Linked DNA regions of Sus scrofa: region 1 is linked to region 2. Evidence: chromatin contacts called from public Hi-C data. All regions are on one chromosome and are shown on one strand. Each heading gives the region's core, a stretch centred on a gene start, on an enhancer-like site or on the middle of the called end of the contact. The rest is flanking DNA. Distances are from core to core; before and after follow the strand shown.

Region 1 (4,485 bases), core at 203-2,702, 290 kb after region 2:
CCACATTTTATTCTTCTGCCTAAACAAATAACTGTAATGCTTGTGAGAAACAGTAGGCCTTTTGCCAATTTTTCTAGCTGAGAACAGATGCAAAGGATTCCTTTTGCTCATGGTCTTGAGATAAACCCAAAACCAGGGTTTTGGTTTTTGGTTTTTGTTTCTTCTTTTTTAGGGCAGCAGGTGCGGCATATGGAAGTTCCCAGGCTGGTGGTTGAATCAGAGCTACAGCTGCCGGCCTGCGCCAGAGCCACAGCAACTCCAGATCTGAGCCACGTCTGTGACCTGCACCACAGCTCATGGCAATGCCAGATCCTTAACTCACTGGGCAAGGGCAGGGATGGAACCCGCAACCTCATGGTTTCTAGTCGGATTCGTTAACCATTAAGCCACCATGGGAACCCCTGATTCACAATTTTTAAAAATTAGACTCCATTTATAAGCATAAAATATTGCCTATATTCCCTGTACTGGACAATATATCCTTGTAGGTTATTTTATTTTAATTTTATTTTCTTTTATTCTTTTTCTGGCTACCATATGGAGGTCCTGGGCCAGAGATCAGACTCAAGCTGCGGTTGCAACCTACGCTGCAGCTGGGGCAACGCTGGATCCTTTAACCCACTGTGCTGGGCTGGGGATTGAACCGACATCCTGGGGGATCACCGAGACACCACTGATCCCGTTTCGCTACAGCAGGAACTTCTTCCTTCTCATTTTTTAAAGTTTTATTAAAACTATAGTTGCTTTACAATGTCATGGTAATTTCTATCTTCCACAATTTCTGGATCTTTACCCTCATTCTCACAAGATGCTCTCCTGGGCTCCAAGCACCACCCTTCACATTGAAAACAAAAAGGCTGGGAGTTCCCGTCGTGGCGCAGTGGTTAACGAATCCGACTAGGAACCATGAGGTTGTGGGTTCGGTCCCTGCCCTTGCTCAGTGGGTTAACGATCCGGCGTTGCCGTGAGCTGTGGTGTAGGTTGCAGACGCGGCTCGGATCCTGTGTGGCTGTGGCTCTGGTGTAGGCCGGTGGCTACAGCTCCGATTCGACCTCTAGCCTGGGAACCTCCATATGCCGCGGGAGCGGCCCAAAGAAATAGCAAAAAGACAAAAAAAAAAAAAAAAAAAAAAGAAAAAGAAAACAAAAAGGCTGGGGGTGGGAGGTGGGGAGACCCTTTTTTTTTCTTTTCTTCTTTCCCAGAAATTCCCAGCAGACTTCCCTTTATGTCACAGGCCAGAATTGAGGGCACGAGAGAAGCTGAGAATGCAAGTGCTTGGCATTTTCTGCCTCTGCTGTGGGAGACTGTGCTGCCAGCAAGGAAGACAGAGCAGAGGAGGTCTGACCTTGGGAAGGCAGCCAACAGTGTCTGCCACAGGGGCTTGGTAGCTATGGTCACTGCATGGGCCTTGCCAGTTTCCAGTGGCCAATGAGCTGAAACACAGCCTGTGCAGTGTCACAGGCAGCGGGAGCAAGAGGAGAGGGGAAACCGCACGGCTGGTATAGAAAGGCAGTCTGATGACGTGGCAGCCTGCAGAAGTCAGAACACTTGTCTTGCTCCCTAATCCACAAAGCCGCTCAAGCCAGCAGGAGAAAACAGCCAGGGTAATCGACAGAGTACTGAATACGACATAATGAATGTTGCCCATGAAATCCTTGCTGGATTATTTCCCCACTCTGAAGCCTCAGGCAGGTTGAAACTGATCTTTCTGATGGGATTTCCTCTTGGAACGATTTGCCAGGAAGTTTACTCCGTATTTGTTTGTTCATATTTTTATTCATGAGTGCTCCTGCAGCGCAGGAGGATTAAGATCAGAGTAGGTATTTAGGAACTCAGTGAGCAAATCCAGAAGCCAATGGACAGAGCATGGTTTGCTCTGTTATCAAAGATATTACGATCTTTCATTTGCATGTATTAATGAGGACACGTTCCCCTACAGAAGCCAAGGAAGAATGCCATCTTCCCAGCAGCCTCAAAAGAGCTATTCTCCGTATTTCCATTAAAATAAAGCGGTTAATGCATAGCAAAGCCAGAGGGGGATTGACGGGTCATTGTATATTGTAAATTGTAGACAAACATCTTTTGTTGCTGCGGTTCATAAAAACATGATAATAAACATCCTAATCAAATTTAAAAGGCAAGCATTTGAATATTTTTAATTAAAAGGACTAGGGCAGAGTGCTACATTTAGCTGAATCTAGAGTTCCCACTTCAGGCTTGAATCCTAAATGTGGGCATTATTGCTTTTTACAATACACCATTGATAGAACACCAACTTTAAAGCCAATTAAAGGTTGGCAATCTTCCTACCATTGGCAAAGTAACACTTGTTAACAGTTTCCCCTTGTGACACGTTTCAGCATAATCACTGATTTCTGGAAACCTTATTTAGCACTTACGGATATTTTGAAATCTCTAATGAATTTCTTTTTATAGACATTTTTACATTTTACTCTAATTTTTTAAAGGTGTTCAGGTAGTTTAATTTTTTTTTTCAGGTAGTTTAATTTTATACACTCAGATGGTGCATGTACCGAGATATTTATGTGGGAAGGACAAAATGTTAGTGTGTAGAACTAAGCACTATTTTCTGTAAATAACGGTTTGTTCATAATACTCAGATTTTAATGGTTCCATTTCTGAAATCGAATTGTATCCAAATTCATTCAGAAAAACTTCACCTTAGAACCTGAACAAGCAGATATTTTTCTATTTAATAAGTTACAAGTTCTTGTCATTTAAGATTTGGCTAAAAAAAAAAATAGAATAAGTAAATTCTTCCACAGTTATTTACTACAAATAAAAGTGTTTTGGAGGCTAGTAAAATCTTTTTTTCATTTCATATGGAAATAATTTGATAAGCTTGGCAAGGATGTGACAAATGAGCTAAGACTATTCAAGTTATTTTAGTCTTTAGTTACTAGCACTAAACAGAGAACTGGTTTTCACCAACTAAAGAACAGCTTGAGTGCATACTTTGCAAATGCTAATGAGAAAATGAACAAGAGCTGGTTCTCACTTAGGTTTTGTATTCTGGCAAGCATCAGGTAGAAAATATTAATTCAAGATGACATAGTGACTTCAGATTATAGAAGACATGCTGATATTCAATATTAGAAACAGATAAAATTAATACAAGAAGAAACAATGTTTTCAGATAGTGATAGTAGATTGATTTAGGTAGATTAATTGAGCGATCATCACAAAACTAGCAACCTTCAGAAGCTGCTTAAACCATTTTGCTTTTTGTCATCTCATCACAGGTAAATTAGCAACACTGTACAGAATCAGAGAATCATGAAAGCCACTTTATTTGTTTGTTTGTTTGTTTTGTCTTTTTAGGGCTGTATCAATGAAATATGGAAGTTCCCAGGCTAGGGGTCAAATCGGAGCTGCAGCTGCCGGCCTACTCCAGAGCCACAGCAACACCAGAACCGAGCCAGCTCTGTGACCTACACCACAGCTCACAGCAACGCCGGATCCTTAACCCACTGAAGTGAGCAGGCCAGGGATCGAACCCGCAAACCTCATGGTTCCTAGTCAGATTTGTTTCCACTGTGGCACGACGGGGGGAACTCCTGTAAATGATGTTGTTAATAGTGGAAAACAACCCACATAGATAAAAAATAAGATTTGACTAAATAAATTATCTTTAAATTAGCATGGCAGGGTCAGTTAGATGCCTATTCATGTCAATTAACCTTTATTTTTTAGGAACAGCCTGATCTCATTCTGTATATTTAGGGTGGCAATGCGTCCAGCAAAAAGACTATCTTTCCAGCTGACCTGAGAGTCAAACAGAGCCTTTGTGACTAAGTCCTGGTTGGTGAGATGGAGGCAGGTGGAACCTTCTGAAAAGGTTCCTTCGAAGCATTGATTCAGCCTGAAAGAGTTGGTCCTTTTGTACTTCTCCCTCTCGCTTCTCTGCTGATGTTGAACTCCAGTGGTCAGTTTGGATCATGAAACTGAGGATGGAAGCCCCACACCCGAGGATGAAGAACCAAAAAGAGAAAAGCTCACAGACTCGGTAGAGTATGCCAACTTCAAGGGCATGCAAGCTGTGCAGTCGCACGAGGACCCCCTGCTCAGAAGGACTGCAGGCTTGCTTAAGTTTCTATTGTCACTCTCTTGAAAATTCAGAGGAATTTTGCCTTTGAACTTGTGCTTTGTAAGTGGGGTCTGATAGAAAGATGGAGCATGTGTGTGAGAAGAGGGCTACGTGCAACATGCTTAGCTGTTGTTCCTTGTTGCCGGATTTTCATGAGCCCCTTGAGCTCAGAATTCCTATGGCCCCACAATCAGCCAGAGTTCAGCAAGGCTCGAAGTGAGTTCAAGGAAAGGGTGTTACATCTACAACTGATTAAGCCCGGGCCCTAACAGCCCTGAGAGGTGGCACCCTTTGTTTGAGTCAGAACTTGCCACTCAGAGAGAAGGCAATGGCATTCCTAGAAATAGGACAACCAAGGAACCCCGTTGTGTCATTCC
Region 2 (4,510 bases), core at 1,356-3,855:
GTGGCGTGAAAGAATGAAGGCAGTAAAAGCAAGCAGAGAACTCCCAGGCTGTGTTTAGGACTTGTCTCAGCCCTGGGGGGTGCGGGGGGTGGGTTGGGTTTGACTGCACCCAGGGGTGGAGGCAACGAGATGATGGCACAGATAAGGGCGAGGAGGAACCCAGTAGGTCCACGCTGCTGGGCTGGCAAACAACCCAGAAAGCTCTCAGGTTTACTTCTTCAACTGCTGTGCCCTCGGCCCCCCTCCCCTCATGCTCACTCGTTTGGTCTGGGCGAGACCCAAGGCGGAGGTGTCGGGGGAAGGCTGGCCGCCACACACATTCCAGGGTGTTGGCGTTCAAACAGCTGGGTGAAAATAGCCCGCCTCAGGAACGCGTGGGCAGCCGTGCACGTCCCGCCATCGCAGGGATTAGATCCCAGCTTACCGGCCGTCCGGGCTTCTCAGCTCCCCCTTTTCCTGCATTCCCATTTTGGCGGGTCCGCCACCTGTTTTTACCTCCGTTGGAGGTTGGACCATGTCAGAAGTCAGGATGGTAATTAATGTCGAGGACCGCGAGAGCTGCGGGCTGGCCCTGGCATCACGGCTGGGTTAGAGAGGCCCCTGGAGCCCCGAGGATGGGCTTTAGCTCCGCCCACATGCGGTCCCGTCTGCAGCCGAGACTCTGAAGGCCCGGGGGCCCCGCGGTCTGTTCCCGCGCCTTGAAATCCCGCCTTTCAGCTCCGTCCTGGAGGCTTGGAGACGGCCCTCTGTCGTCGTTAGAACGTCTCTGCTCTCTGGAAGAGTCTCATGCTGAGGCTGTTGGTGGCCAACACGGGAAGGGCGTGGCTGGGTTCAAGGCCCCGAGAGGAGGTGGGTGAGATGCCAGGTGGAAGGCTGCTGTGGCCGTGGGTGTGAGGGCAGAGACCAGGATCCAGGCGGCTCCTTCACAGTTTTCCCCCAGGGGTGATCCTGAGGTGGGGGAGGGTGTCCCCTCCATGGTGACAGAGCTCAGGGTCCAAGGAGGCTCAGACACCGAGGATCCGTGGCAACTGTGGGATGAGGAAGTGTCCCAGGCCTGCTTACAGCACAGCAGCCTTACGGAAACACACACCAGTCCTCCTTCAGGGCTGGGAAGTGGGGAGGTGTGTAGTCTTCATAGTTTCAAATTACACTTTAAATTATGAAATGTTTCAAAAGTACTGTAAGCATACAGAAAACAGTGTGACAGGCGTTCCTCTTGTGGCTCAGTGGTTAACGAACCTGACTAGTGACCCATTAGGACTCAGGTTTGATCCCTAGCCTCACTCAGTGGGTTAAGGATCCGGCGTTGCTGTGAGCTGTGGTGTAGGTCACAGACGCAGCTTGGATCCCACGTTGCAGTGACTGTGGTGTAGGCTGGCAGCTGCAGCTCTGATTTGACCCCTAGCCTAGGAACCTCCATGTGCCAAGGGTGTGGCCCTAAAAAGCAAGAAAAAGAAAAAAAAGGAAAAGGAAAGGTACCCATCAGCGTACCCGCCACCTTGCTTTCACAAATGTCTCAGGGCATTTAGTGCCCTAATATTTCTAAACAACCATTCATCTTAGAATAGTCTAAGATTTACAGGAAAATTATAGATAGTACAGAGTTACAGATTCCCACACCCAGTTTTGCCTCTTATTAACATCTTAACATTAATATAGTGTATTTGTCATAATGACGAACTAAACTGATAATTAACTAAAGTTCATACTTTATTCAGATCGCCTTAGTTTTTATCTGTGTCCTTCTGTTTGGGGATCCCGTCCAGGATGCCACAGTACCTTTGGCCATGATGTCATTTCGTGGAGCCATCATGTCACAATGGTGGTCTGTCGGTGTAAGGCTTTGTGTGGGGGACCCCCTCCGTCCCCATGCTCCCTCCCCTTCCTGAGAACAGCGGTCTTTCTCAGAAGCCACAATTTCCTGTTTATTTCTGCTCCAGAAACTCCTCTCCGATTCAGCATTTCACAACCCCCAAATATTCCATTTTCTGACACCCAGATTTATCACCGCTGGCTGGAATCCAGAGAACTGATAACTAGATATGGCGAGAATGGCCCTGCCCAGGTGTCGGTCATGTTGCCATTTGTGCTGCTCTTCAGGGGTTCGTGTGATTGGAGGGAAGGGCCGACCAGAATTCCTCCTTCCCGTTTCTGGGAACCAGTAACCGGGACACTCATGGGAAAAGCTGAGGCCCTGGGCCTATTTCCCATTTCTTACCTTTGTCTCTTAAGAAAGAAATCTCCTAACTGGGAGCAGCTGAAGAAAGCCTGCCTTTTTCCTAAGTGACTCTAGTCCAGCACCTATTTGGGTGGCTATTAGAAGCTTGGATTTTAAACCCCTGTATTTTTACAGCTGTAGAATCTAGTGCTTGAGTTGATTTAACAAGCAGCCGTGGGTTGGTTTTCTGGCTTAAGTCGGCCACTGGCGCTCTGGGAAAACTTGATCTTGGGCCTGTTTCTAGGAAAGAGTTCCGTAATTTTTACTTACACATTGACGCCGCCTGTTGTTCCTGCTGGCCACGCCTTAATTCTGAATGGGCGTGAGCACGTGATGGATGATTCAGATACTTAAGCCGTGAACATTAAAGATTCCCGATGGAGTTGGGAGTCCGGAGGGGCGGTGTCCTTGGCCCTGGTCTGCGGCCGGCAAGCCCTGCCTGTGATGTTTCCCTATGCCTCGGCCGCAGAATCAGAGGTGCCTGCAGCCCCGGCTGTCAGGTGTTATTCTGTGTCACTTAAGCTAAGATTACTAGGCAGCTTTGGTCATTTTTAGCACATTGGTTCTGGAGGCCTTTGCATCCGCCGGGAACCTGTTAGAATTGCGCATTCTCGGGGCGAGGCCGGCAGTGTGAGTTGTAACAGGCCCTCCCCTTGATTCTGACACACAACCGGTTTGAAAAGCACGGTTAGTGTATAACCCATGCTGAATGCCTCTCCCCTCTTTACCCCCACTTTCTTCTCAGATCATTAGATAGCATATTTTATTCAACCAAATAATATTTAGTGAGCAGACCCTGTGCTGGGTACCAGGGCAGGGCTGGATGGGGGGGGGGGGTGGAGTCAGGGGTAGACCAGCCACACTGCGTGTCCTGGGGGAGCTGCGATCAGTGGTTCTCAGCCCTGGCTGCATATTAGAATCACCTGAGGGGCTTTTAAAAATCTAGGTGCAGGGAGTGCCCCTTATGGCTCAGCAGTTAATGAACCCAGCTAGTATCCATGAGGACGCAGGTTCGATCCCTGGCCTTGCTCTGTGGGTGGCCAGCGTGGCGGTGGCTGTGGCGTAGACCAGCAGCTACAGCTCCGATTCGAACCCTAGTCTGGGAATCTGCATATGCTGTGGGTGCAGTCCTAAAAAGGCCACACATACAAAAATCTAGGTGCCTTCACTTAGTGGGTCTTTAATCTTCTGTCAGTTACATCAGACTCGTTGGGGCCGTTCCCAGGTATTAACCAAAAAGCTCCCCAGTGAGAAGCACGGGCCTGGTGGGTGAGAAGGTCCTCGTTGGGACATTTCAGAACCATGTGGTACGTGTGACAGTGGCATGACTAGAGGTTGCATTGGGAGCAGATGGCGGGGGGTCGCTGTCCCCAGGCTGGAGTTTGGAGTAATAAAGGAGGAGACGTAGCTGCAAAGCTTTTCTCCAGGTTTTCTCTAAAGGAAGGTGAAAACGTGGTTTAAATGTGGATCCACATGTGATCTCAAAACAAGTTGTGAGGACAATCTCGGGAGAGTTGCTTTCTCCTACGATGCATGTAATTCTTGCTCCGTCTGCCCCTTAACTCTCAATGGCAGCGGATGGCAAGGGACCATCAGGGGCCACACCCGGAGCAGACAGTGTGCCCTTTGATCTGTTCTCCTTCCTTGGAAACGCCTCCTCAGGCTTTGTCTTACCACCTGCTTGGACCCCGTGAACTCCCAGGCACTCCTCCCTAAGAGGAAGCCGCTCAGGGTCTCACCCACACCCTTGCCAGGTCTTCAGTGCCGTCCTATCAGCAACAAATTCCTTCCCAAGAATTTTGATCTTTCTTTCCATGATGTAAGAGATTTTTTTTAAGACGTAAAGGAGATGTTTATATAATAAATAATTCCTTATTCATGAGTCGCTGCGCTTTTGATTCAGAAGGTCAGATGGGGAGATTTAATATGAAATATTGGCTGTCTTTGTCAATTGCTGTGCCCTGTTACCATGCTGTAAGCCAGAAATAGAAGCGACCTGTTTTCAATGACAGATCAAAATTTAGTGCTATGTTGATGGTCCAGAATGAAGATTTTTTGACACAGGGAATGAAATACATACCTGTGCATTTCTGGTTGTGATTTAGCTGACCAAGTAGTTCAGTTATAATTATATTTTTATTCCTGGAGATCATTACTCTGAATGAAAAATGCTTCAGTGTCCAGACTATTAAGATGTGGAGGGTGAACATTATTTAAATCAAAATTTTTTTTTCTGGACTGTTAAACAGCTTTATGAGCATGTGGAGGCTAGAATATGGTTGTTAGCATTTA

What was found. A called contact is a pair of places that touch in the nucleus more often than the background predicts.
Region 1: a Hi-C map of fetal heart ventricle shows a contact between it and region 2, with 3 times the contacts expected there. The contact joins two enhancer-like sites. A contact is called at or near these places in 10 of 47 Hi-C or Micro-C datasets (alveolar macrophages, embryonic fibroblasts, epiblast stem cells and 7 more) and 1 of 2 datasets of contacts at active chromatin or transcription factors (skeletal muscle).

What each region holds. Positions count from the first base shown.
Region 1 is chr18:44,950,504-44,954,988 of Sscrofa11.1, forward strand. No RefSeq gene overlaps it. Among named protein-coding and RNA genes, the nearest start is that of HIBADH, 33 kb to the right of the region's middle. Within about 2 kb of position 1,453, at least 36 of the 83 cell types and tissues checked have an H3K27ac peak or open chromatin away from gene starts, as enhancers often do.
Region 2 is chr18:44,656,071-44,660,580 of Sscrofa11.1, forward strand. All of the region lies in intron 1 of JAZF1 (JAZF zinc finger 1), which reads left to right. Among named protein-coding and RNA genes, the nearest start is that of JAZF1, 170 kb to the left of the region's middle. Within about 2 kb of position 2,606, at least 14 of the 83 cell types and tissues checked have an H3K27ac peak or open chromatin away from gene starts, as enhancers often do.